Regions from separate parts of the Columba livia genome. Here region 1 is linked to region 2. A link is a contact called in public Hi-C data. All regions are on one chromosome and are shown on one strand. The core of a region is the stretch at or near the end of the contact, and the rest is flanking DNA. Distances in the headings are between cores, read along the strand shown. Region 1 overlaps SEPTIN11 (septin 11). Region 2 holds the start of LOC102095140 (platelet factor 4).

Region 1 (5,385 bases), core at 633-3,132, 92 kb before region 2:
GACAGCCTCCCCGATCAGCTGGTCAACAAGTCAACGTCACAGGGCTTCTGCTTCAACATCCTCTGCGTGGGTAAGTGCTCCCGAGCCGCGGGGCCATCAGCGTGTGCCGGGGCTGCACGTGTCCACAAATCAGCAGCTTCTCCCACCTGCAAAGGGTCAGATCTGAGCGGCTCAGGACGGTAGTTGCAGGGAAATGATGATTTCTTCTGTGAGCTGCTCCAGGGTAAAACCTGGTGTCCTTCTCCTTTTTTCCATGCCATCCTCTCAGTCAACACATGGACATTTCTAGGTGTTAAAAATCTACCCTTCTGATGATGCTGCAGTTCTGCTTTCGTCAAGGGCTGCCCATAAGGAAACAGAGCTGACTTGGGAACTGAATGTATTTTTAAAAGAATGTTGAGTTAAATCTGTCTTTCTCCGAGTCGAGCGCAGAGGCTGTTTCTCAAAAAGCTGCGTTCCTTCCCTTCCAGGCTTTGCCTGCCTGTCTTGTTACATTCTTAGTTTCTCCAGCTGGAAACGGTGCCATTTTTAGTCTCCAAATGATGTACTTGGGAACAAAGCCTGTCACCTGTTGTCTGCTGTGTTTAATATGGGTGCTGCAAGTTGGTTTTATGGCCTGAGTTATTGTGTCCCAAATTTTTCAGAGGTGAAATATGGAGACAGAACTCCTACTCAGCTATAGAGAAATATGTCCTGTCTTGGCACTTGGAGGCTACCAGCAATTGGAAATCCATTGCTCGGCCCCAGGGAGCTGTGTGCCAAGCCAGCTCTGAGCTATTGGTGGACCTCTCCAACATGCCCCCAGAATGTGGTTCTGGAAATGGACAAAAACAGTGGGTTTTGCTGTTAGTTTGGCAGAGCAGTCTGTAAACAGCATCTTTCCATCCATAGCTCATTTAAGCCCTTAAGAAGGGAGTATTGTCCCTTCTAATTAGTTACATTAGTTAGCTGGAAAACCCACAAGCCTCTGGCTGTGCCTTTCTGAGAATTTGTCTGCAGTGCAGGGTGAGCCATCTGAGAAGAAATCCGGTGAGCGAACCAGACTCCTCTCCATAGCTTTGTGTGCCAAAGGAGGAGATGAGGAGAAGGGTTCTGCACACCGCAGCTACCCGCCGCTCCATGACTCTAGCAGCAGGAGATGGTGTCAAATTCAGCAGGGAGTGCCCGATTGGCAGGCAGCTCTTTGATCAAAGTGGCATGTGTCAGGTGCCTTTTTCTCTTACAGTAAATATTCATTTCTTAACATGACTTGATATGTCTCCATTAACATAGCAATTTGGTCCAACTCTTTTCTCTTGTAAAATGTGCTGATCAACCATTTTCAGCCCCAGATTAAAATTTCACACCAGTTGGTGCAGTTGTCTAAGGAACAGGAATCTTTCCCTTGATGAAAACACAACTTTGTAAGTTCTGTTTAGAGAACTTATTTTTGAGCTTTGACACTGCTAAGTTGGCTTTTAATTGGGCGTGCATGGGTGAAACGCTGCAAAGCCCGTCCAGCACAGCGTGCGCGGCATTCGCCGCAGAAGCTCACTCAGATACGGAGCTGCAGAGATTAATAGTCTGTGCCATCAGTTTAGGACTGATCTTCCTCATGTGGGTTCTGCTCTGTGTGGGCTTAGATTTTGAACTATCATGTCCTGTATACTTTCTATCGTCTTCCTCTTGCATTTGTGTGTTCTTTTTTAAAAGCTTACTTGATGTCCTGCAGCTTCCCAGGGTAGGAATGCTGCCACAAGCATATCTGCTCGATTATTTTACTGGGCTTGTAGGTAGTCGCTGACCTTCCAGAGCCGAGCATCAGTGATCAAAGCCAGAAAAATGAACTGTCGAGTCTCACAGAGCAACAGGCAGTCGCTGAGCACTGGGATTTGTTTCTGCAGACACAATATGGCTCTCTGAGGGTCTTCTAAGTGGGGGGTTTGTGTTTTGGGAGACTTTGCTGCTGGGAGAGCTGTGTACAGCCCAGAGAGATGCCTGAGGGCAGCCCCGGATGCAGGCTCCCTTCTCCCACCTGATTTATTTTGCATTCCGTTTCAATTATTCCCTTCTGTGTGGGGTGTGGGAGGGGCAGGTCTGGGACCCCTCACCGGGCGGAGCCGCGAGGCCGGCGCTGCACGCTGCGGTGCAGGATGTCTGTCCTGGATCCGCTTCTCTGTGTCGGAGTGGCCCGAGGACGGGGCCTCAGCTCGCCTCCTGCTCCCAGCACGGGAACCACAGCGACTCGAGTGTCCCTGCAAAGCAAGCTCTGCTGACTTAAAAATGGGATTTAGGCTAATGCTTTCATCCACGTTACTAATTGCACTGGGGATTAGTCAACCTGTAATAGTTTTAAAAGCTGGCATTTAAGCGGTGTGCTGGTTTAGATTTTTAGAATGCTTTTTATGTATTTCTCTGTCTCGAATTTTCATTGCCCAAGTTTCCTTATGTGTTTTTTGTTTCTCTTGAAAAAGAAACAGAGGTGGAAAAATCCAAGCATAAAACCTGGAGAGAATCAGTTAGCTCCTTGGGAATCAAACTCGGAGTTGAGAGAATTAACAGTTTGCTTCTATAAAGAAAGTCATATCTGAACTAGGACTTGACCTACGCTATTAAAAAGAGAATTAAGTATTTTTTTGTGTAAGAACAGCTGCTTGCTGTCCTGAATGCATGTGGCCATCAAACAGGAGGGAGCCTGTACCACGGGTCAGGTTGTGCCAATGTAGTAAGCACAGGCTGCAGCTGAAGGCTGCTGGAAGCGAGTGCTTCCATGGGAAAGGAATGGTTGTGTCTCTTGCCCTGCCAGTGTAACAAGTCCAGTCTCTGGGTGCTACCAGCAGCAGGCGTTGCCCGTTGGTCACAGGAGTCCTTTCTGTCCCTGGGTAGGGAGCTCACTTGGCAAATGTCCAAGTAACTGTTCTTAAAACTGTCATCTTTTTTTTTTTCTTCCTTCCTCCAGCTTAGTCACTTCACTTCAGGGATCTCATAAGACTCAGCACATCCTCTCCTATTCCTCCTTTTCCCATGGGATATGTTAACAGTATTATTACTGGAGAAGACTTTGTGCCTCTTTGTGTGTGCAAAATTATTCCCTTTCCTTCCCCAAAGTAATGAAAGGTCCCTGAGCTCGGTGGTGCTGTGATCTCTGATGTCCTTTGCTCTGTCCTTGCCTGCGCATATGCTACGTCTTTCATGAAAGCCCAGCACACAAAGACCTCTGTGTCGTTCCCAGCAGAGCAGCCAGGCTCTTTGCTTGCAGGCGATGGCTTTTAGCTCTGAAGGCGCTTGGTTTATCATGATGTCTGTCCGGGTAGCAGCTTTCCCCCAGCAGGGGCTCGCTGTGGATCCACATCCCTGGCCTCTGGTGCTTTGATGGGGTGTGTCTGCAGAGACCCACAAAGGAAACTATTGCTCCTGTCACCTCCCAAAGTCTGCCAAGTAAAGATTGGTCAAGAAGGGGATTCTCTCAAAAGGCCTCTGTTCCTGCAGGCATTGTTTTGCTGCATTGTGTATGAGTACCCTAATTGCACTGCTGCTCAAGTGGAATAACTCCTTAGCCTGACAAACGTGCCTGAGAATGAGATGAGGAAAAAGGATCAGGCCCTACTAACATTGCTTTTGTCTGCGCAGGGGAAACTGGCATCGGCAAGTCAACGTTGATGGACACTCTGTTCAATACCAAGTTTGAAAGTGAGCCTGCGACGCACAACGAGCCTGGCGTGCGATTGAAAGCCAGGAGTTATGAGCTCCAGGAGAGTAACGTCCGTCTGAAGCTGACAATTGTCGACACGGTTGGATTTGGCGATCAAATTAACAAAGATGACAGGTAAGCCTATTTCTGCCCGGAGAAGGAGTCATTGTCAGAAGGGCTCGATCCTGTGCGGGGAGCGGGGTAGGTCCCCCGTGGCTTCTGGGGTGTTTCCTGATCCAGGTGTGGCAGCTAAAATCTCTCACCCCGCAAGAGAGGTAGAAGTGACGAACCAAAGATCAAACAGATCAGCTAGGACACAACTGAAATTGCATTTCTGCCCTCCGTGTCTCTGTACAGCCTAGTGAAAGTCTCTGCTTGAATTGAAGCATGTATGTGCAAGCATGAGTTCGAATTGCAATGCCATTGTCAGCTTTCAGCGAGCTGCAATTCGGATTATAATTCCTGTTCACACCATCCTGCGCTGTTCAAGTCCACATGGGTTTTACTTTAACCTCATACCTACACCCTGATTTTAATGTAGTGCATGTGAAGTAAATATTCTGGGCAGCCTATGCAATCCCTTGTGTCCATCCATATGGACATTTGCTGTAGTGTTAAAACCAGTCATTCTGTGATAGTGGCTAATAACATAATTAAAGCGTTTCCTACATTTTAGAGCTATACATTCCCTCACTGCAGTAATCCCAGCTCCCTCTGCAGGGTTGTTGACAACTCTCGGTACCTTGCCCAGAGAGGACTCGATGGCTGGCAGCATGTGTGCTGACCAGAAGCTATTGGGCCACTAGATACACAGACAGTGAAAGCTCTTTGAAAACGCAAGCTTAAAATCCAGGTTTCCACCAAGATCAGCTTTAGTGTGGAGATGGAGCAGGTTCTGCTTCCTGTTCCATGGGGAAAACTTGCAGATCTTGAAAAAAATATTCTACAGTGCTTTATTTCCACAAAGCTTCTTTGCTGCTTGACCTGACACCAAAATGCAACTGTTGCCCCCACTTTGCTGCTCCCAACTAATGGTACAGAGCCAAAAATGAGAGGGACATGTGCTACATGTCAGACGCTGCCATATGCTCCTGGGTGAGAACAAAAGCTGCTCAGAGGAGGAGCGGGTGTGCGGAGCGGGGATGCTGTGCAGCTTGTTGTGCCGAGCTGCTTTGCATGTGCAGCGTTGGGCAGACCCGAAGAGTCTGTTGTGGTGGGGAAGCCCCTTTGACTTGTCTCCCAGGCAGCTGGAGACAGGGCCTTTGGCCCTCACGCAGCACTGACTTGTGGGCTGCAGCTCTTGGTCTGCTCTAGTTCACCCATGGTCTTGGGCAACTGCTCCAACAGCTGCACTGGCACCTGGAGCAGAGGGGCCAGAGCAAGCCTTGCTGGCTGCCTGTCAGAAGGGTGTTTCTGGAGGACTTCAACTCCTGGCAGCCTTTTTCTTCCTCACAACAGCTTGTTAATACTGCTGTGAGTCCAGTGGTCAAGGCAGTGGAAGTGCCTTCATCTCCGTGCTCTCCTTCGAGGGCTTCCTTGGGCTGAAGATACTGAAAAGTTTCATTCTAGAAGCACAGAAAATTAATCAGACCGGGACATGTTACACCACAGCAGCATTTTCACTTCAACAAAACCATAATCCTAAAGGTCTTTTCCAACCTAAATGATTCTGTGGAACTGGTGGTATTTAGCTTGGAGAAAAGGAGACTCAGGGG
Region 2 (5,151 bases), core at 610-3,109:
GATCCAACCCAAGGCTGTGCCCTGGACAGATGGACTGTTTAGGACCTTATCAGTTTCCCGGGTGCATTTCATAGCGATAACTGAGATGGAAGCTGAGGAAAGATCAAAGCAGATCTGGTGGTTTCTATGGGTTTGTGCTGCTTGGTTTCACTTTCCAGTGAGTCCCAAAGCCTTTCTTCTCTCCCTGTGCACTGCCCTTCACCTGCCCCCGCTTTCCACCCGGCATGTAGCCGACCTCCAGGCCCCCAGCGCGGCTCGTGAGCTTGGCCAGCGCTTTCCTTTCATTCCTCCCAAACCTGAGAGGACGTTGGATTATTTCAGCTGTGAGACAGCCCCTTTCAGTATCGATTCTCTTTGCTGTTGAGATTTACATCCTTGCAGAAGTTGGGCTTCTCCTTCTCCGGGTGGCTCATCACCGTCACAGGGCTTTGGAGCCCCAAGTGCTGATTCAGGGCTGCTGGGTCCGAACAAAAGGGTTGAGAAGGGGCTTTCCAGGGGGTGGGAGGGCTCCTCACCTCCCCACGAGACATTCATATTGCAGTGATATGGTTCCTTCTTGGTGGAGAGCTGGATTTCCCCTCCGTGCCATGTGCACTGCTACACGCTGCTAGAGACCAGTCGCTCTTGGCATGGCTTTTTAATATAACTACTCCTATGGTGGCTTGTGGGTGAAATGTGGGGAAAATGTATTTGCTGAGGGAGAAGAGATGGGGAGACACGTGGCAGAAAGAGGATAAGATGTTGAAACATTAAGTGGATGTTAATGAAAAAACGGCTCTGGGTGTAAGCTCAAGTCTGGTGGTCAAGTTTGGGTCTGTTCCTGGTATGTTGGGGTACAAAGGGCCTTGTGTTGTGCTGCACTGGGGTTGGGACCCCAGCCAGAACATCATCCCCCAGTAGCTGGGTGCGATGTGGTGTGGGAAAGCCTGTGTGCCACTGCCACCCTTGTCAGCATGGTCAATGGGGCTGGCACACGGTGACTGAGATGTCACAGGCACGGGACGTTCCCACTCGTGAGGGTTCTGGGCATGTCCTTCTCCGTCGAACGCGTCACTTAATTAATAGCAGCTCTTTAGAGCGGATCTTGGTGTGGGCAGCTGTGCATCGCAAGGTCTAACGCCCTGGTGGCATCTCTGCACCTCTTCACTTCGTCGGGTGGTCCGTTCAGCTGGTCACCCCGCTTTGTTGGCCCCGTCCTCCAGGCAGCTCATCCCAGAGGTGACCACACCAGGTCACGGTCCCTGTGTGCAAACCCCACCTAGACAAGCGGGTCCTGTGGCAATGGGGATTTCCAAACCCTTCCACTCACTTCTGTCACCCTGGGGTTACTTATTTAGGCTGGACCTCATCAGAGAGACCTTGCTTTGAGCGGGGATCAGACCTGGTACGTGACTGGTGAATTTTCAAGTAGGGTGGACAAACTTAACATCACTTGGTCAGGCTGGAAATGTCAAGCTACTGCGGGCACAATATTTGTAAATACCACTGTGAACAGGTGGAAAACAGCGGAGACAAATGTCGTGTGCACTGTGGCAATCAAACGCAGATAGGCTGGGAAGGGGTGACATTTTTTGGGACATGAGTCCCCGTGTGAAGCAGAGATGAGCCACTAGACGTTGGGGAGGCTGTGTTTCTGTGGTTGGGGAAGCTTGTGTCAAGCTACAAAGCAAGAGATGCTACTTTTCTAAAGCTGCGCTACCATATTCTGACTTAACCAAGACAAAATAGGACAAGCCCATGTTTAGCTCTGCCAGAAATAATAGTCATGGGTTTTTCTGCAAGCCAAATAGCGTGGAGGCAGCTTAATTATATACTCAACTAAAATGGAAACCGCTAATATTTGGGGAAGAAAAACCCCAAAATACCACTTTAAACAAACATGCCAGTCTCTGGCTGCCTTGATTGATATGTCAGACTCTGAGGAGGAGGAGAGGGCACCTTGCTGTAAAGCTCCTTGGGAGTCTGGTGGTCATGTTTGCCTAACTAAGTTATCCAAATTGTGAGTCATTCGGCTCAGGCAACTAGAACGTGCCTTCAGGAGACTGCCCCCTCGGCACGGAGGGGAGATGTGCTTGCACATTGGTATCTTTGTTGTATTTCTGGACTTTGTGGCATTTTTGGCACCTTTTTTCTCCTTGGGTACAAGCATTCAAGCTCATGCGACTCCTTCCATACCTCAGCACTCCTGTGGGTCCAATGCCCTTTTCCAGTCACCCAGCTTGCGGTGCAATTGCTGAACCCTGAGCTGCCGCCCCACACTCCATGCCTGGCCTCTCGCCGGCTCCGCCGTGCTGCGGGACGAGCGAGGGATGCAATCCCGCCGCTCAGATTTACCACCTTCTCTTTCACACCATTGCCTAAGTCTCATTAAGCGCTGGAGCATTCTGACTGGCGTCACAACGTCCTCTTTCTGTTGTGGGGATGCAATGAGAGCATCAAGGCCATGTTGATGGGCACATCTTGCTTATAACACCCCGTCTTGCAATTTATTGCCTCGTTCCCTGTCGCAGCCTGACTTCGTTTTAACTCATGGTGGACTTGCTCCTGTGCCGGGGCAGGTTTAGCCCTCGCCATCGCATGAATTTCCTATGCAAATGGCTAACGGTGATGCTCGCCCAGCGGCACCTGCAGCGTCTAGACCGGTTCCTTCGCTTGCACCCACATGCAAATTTGTGGAGAAGGAGCTGAGACCCACAGCCGAGTTGCCGACACCGCCGCTTTCTGGTAAAGCCCTTGGGTTTCGTTCCTGCGTTAGCGTATTCCTTTTGTTTTCGCTTTGCCATCGAAACTTTGAGGAATAACGCTGCTTCTCTGCTTCACATTAGGTAAATTCCAGGTTAACGCTTATTTGAAGAAAATTGAGAGCTCCAGGCAAAGAAGCGTCGGGTGCCGGGGTATTTCTCCGGCGTGCTTTTCTAGCAGCGAGTGCAAATGAGCGCAGCAGCCCGGGGATTTTTATCCTGCCCTTGCTTGGGGCCATTTGCATGTCCGGGGTGGACGGGGTGTCCCAGAAACTGTCCCCGCTCCGGGCGATGTGCTCTGACCTGCTGCTGAACATGTACGACGCTTTCCCCTCGGCAGAAAGCGCCCGCTCGCTGCAGGACTATTGAATTTGTATTTCTTACAGGTTTCCCTTCATTTCTCTTACCCTGATTGAGCTTTTCATCTTGCTCCAAGCCTTTCTCCTTCTTCCTTACCCTTTCTCTTACATACCTCCCTCTTACCATCTGTATCCCCAGTTTTAGCCCTCAAGCAGACCACAGACTTAAGCCTTGCTTTTAAAGATGCCCATAGCAGGTTTTTCACATGGTGCAGGTATGCAGAGCACAGGTGTGATCACACCGCTCTGCCCCCAACAAAAATGAGCAAAACAGTGACATCTTGTCCTCATGCCACGCCACCAGCAAGTCCCTGAGCCTTGTCTCAAAGACAGTGAGTGATGGTGAGCTTGATAGGTGGTTTGAATGACCTAATTTTGGACCGGTTTAGTTAGACTTTGGCTATTTCTGGTGCTCTCATGTTGAAATGTCACTTGTATACCTGGTGCCTGCCGCAGCAAGCGCTGTCTGGTTTGCACCTGAGTCCAAATAAGGCTCCACGAAGCTGTGTCTGAGATGACAACCACCAGCTCATGGTCTTGGAGACCCACATGTCCCAGTCGTTTGTTCCCTTCCCCTTGGCTGTACCCTTGTGTCGGTGTCACTTTATGCAAGTTTGGGCTAGTGTTTGCTTTGGTTTGTTGTGCTTTAGGCACCCAATCAAACCAGATTTCAAACTGAAATAGGCACCGGTTGAAGAGGCATCTTTGAGACATGCAAGGGCTGCAGGAGCTGTGGACAGGGTTGATGGATGGCCTTGCACTTGTTCGTTTCTTGGGGTATCCAGCTTACTGTGGTTCTTGAAAACCCATCAGAAGGTGCTTCCGTCACCCCTGGGAGCCAAGGGGGTGCAAATTCATGTGGGCGGCCACCTCAGCGGCTCATGCCGTGGTGGCCAAGCGCATGGGAGAAGCTGGGTTTTATCTCCCAAAACCATGATGTGAAAGCCTGTGGATGATGGTGATGTGAATGGTCTGAGTCTTCTGCAATGTCTGTAGTATTTATTTTTGAGGGGGCGCATTGAGAAGCGTGTGAAAAGGTGTTAGCTGAAGCCCTTAAGATTTCCACTGGGCGCAGTGCAGCAGGGTAAGTAGGGTTTACCGTGTCACTTGGAGAAGCTCAAGTCCAAAACAGGAGGCCTGGAGGAAAGGAAGGCCAGCTGTATAAATGAAATATTCTCATTAAAACGCAACAGGGAGAAGGGACATCAGGAGAAACAAGGGCTAAAGAAGGCTTTTTTCATATGTCTGTAAATGAACACAAGCTTTTGGGAACATGTTTGAGAGCTGTTGGAGGCACAAGGGGATGGAGGACATGGAAGGAGCTCTGGCCTAGAAATCGGGTGCCATATGAAATGGCTGAGACGCGCTTTTGTATGATACGAGGGAAGCCAACGCAGTACTGGGGTCCTGGGCGCCTCTGCCTGCGTTTTCACGCAGAGCTGCACTGGCGGGCGCTGGGACAGGTGTGGCTGCAGCTCTCCCTCAGGTTTCCGCAGGAGGCACCTTCATCCTTGGTGCTGAACCGCGAACCGCAGCGCGGTGACAGTTCGCTGCACTTGGGGTTTCTTTGAGGGGTAATTTTCTTTTTTTATTTTTATTTTCTTTTGGTAAAAACCAGTTTGGATCTCTCCTGCCAGGAGCGCAGGGTGAGCGTGGGGAGAGGAAAGCTGTGCTCAAAGTTGGCTTTCTTGTGAAATAAACCAAGCAGTTTGGGCATGGCTGAGAGGCTCCGTGTTCAGCATCGCTTTGCTTGCCACAGGCGCCTCCAACATTCAGGCTGGACATGAGGAAGGAATTGTTGCCCTGAGGGTGGTGAGAGCCTGGCCCGGGTACCCAGAGAGGTGGTAGATGAACCATCCCTGAGACATCCCAGGCCAGGCTGGACGGGGCTCTGAGCACCCTGAGCTGGTGCAGATGTCCCTGCTCATGGCAGGGGGGGCACTGGGGAGCTGGGAAGGTCCCTCCAACACGAACCATCCTGTGTTTCTATGATGTAGCCTCTTGTCCATCCTCGTGTGTTGGCTTGCAGAGCAGGTGGGTCCTCGCTGATG

The links. A called contact is a pair of places that touch in the nucleus more often than the background predicts.
Region 1: a Hi-C map of crop shows a contact between it and region 2, with 2.6 times the contacts expected there. The contact joins the enhancer-like site here to the promoter of LOC102095140 in region 2. A contact is called at or near these places in 2 of 2 Hi-C or Micro-C datasets (crop and liver).

What each region holds. Positions count from the first base shown.
Region 1 is chr4:78,132,313-78,137,697 of bColLiv1.pat.W.v2, reverse strand. It overlaps SEPTIN11 (septin 11), which reads left to right. Exons shown (of 11, transcript XM_065062909.1): 3 at 1-70; 4 at 3,610-3,805. The coding sequence starts at 3,639. Among named protein-coding and RNA genes, the nearest start is that of SOWAHB, 33 kb to the left of the region's middle. Within about 2 kb of position 1,882, at least 1 of the 3 cell types and tissues checked has an H3K27ac peak away from gene starts, as active enhancers do.
Region 2 is chr4:78,040,147-78,045,297 of bColLiv1.pat.W.v2, reverse strand. It overlaps LOC102095140 (platelet factor 4), which reads left to right and starts at 1,859. Exons shown (of 4, transcript XM_065062940.1): 1 at 1,859-2,724. The coding sequence starts at 2,589.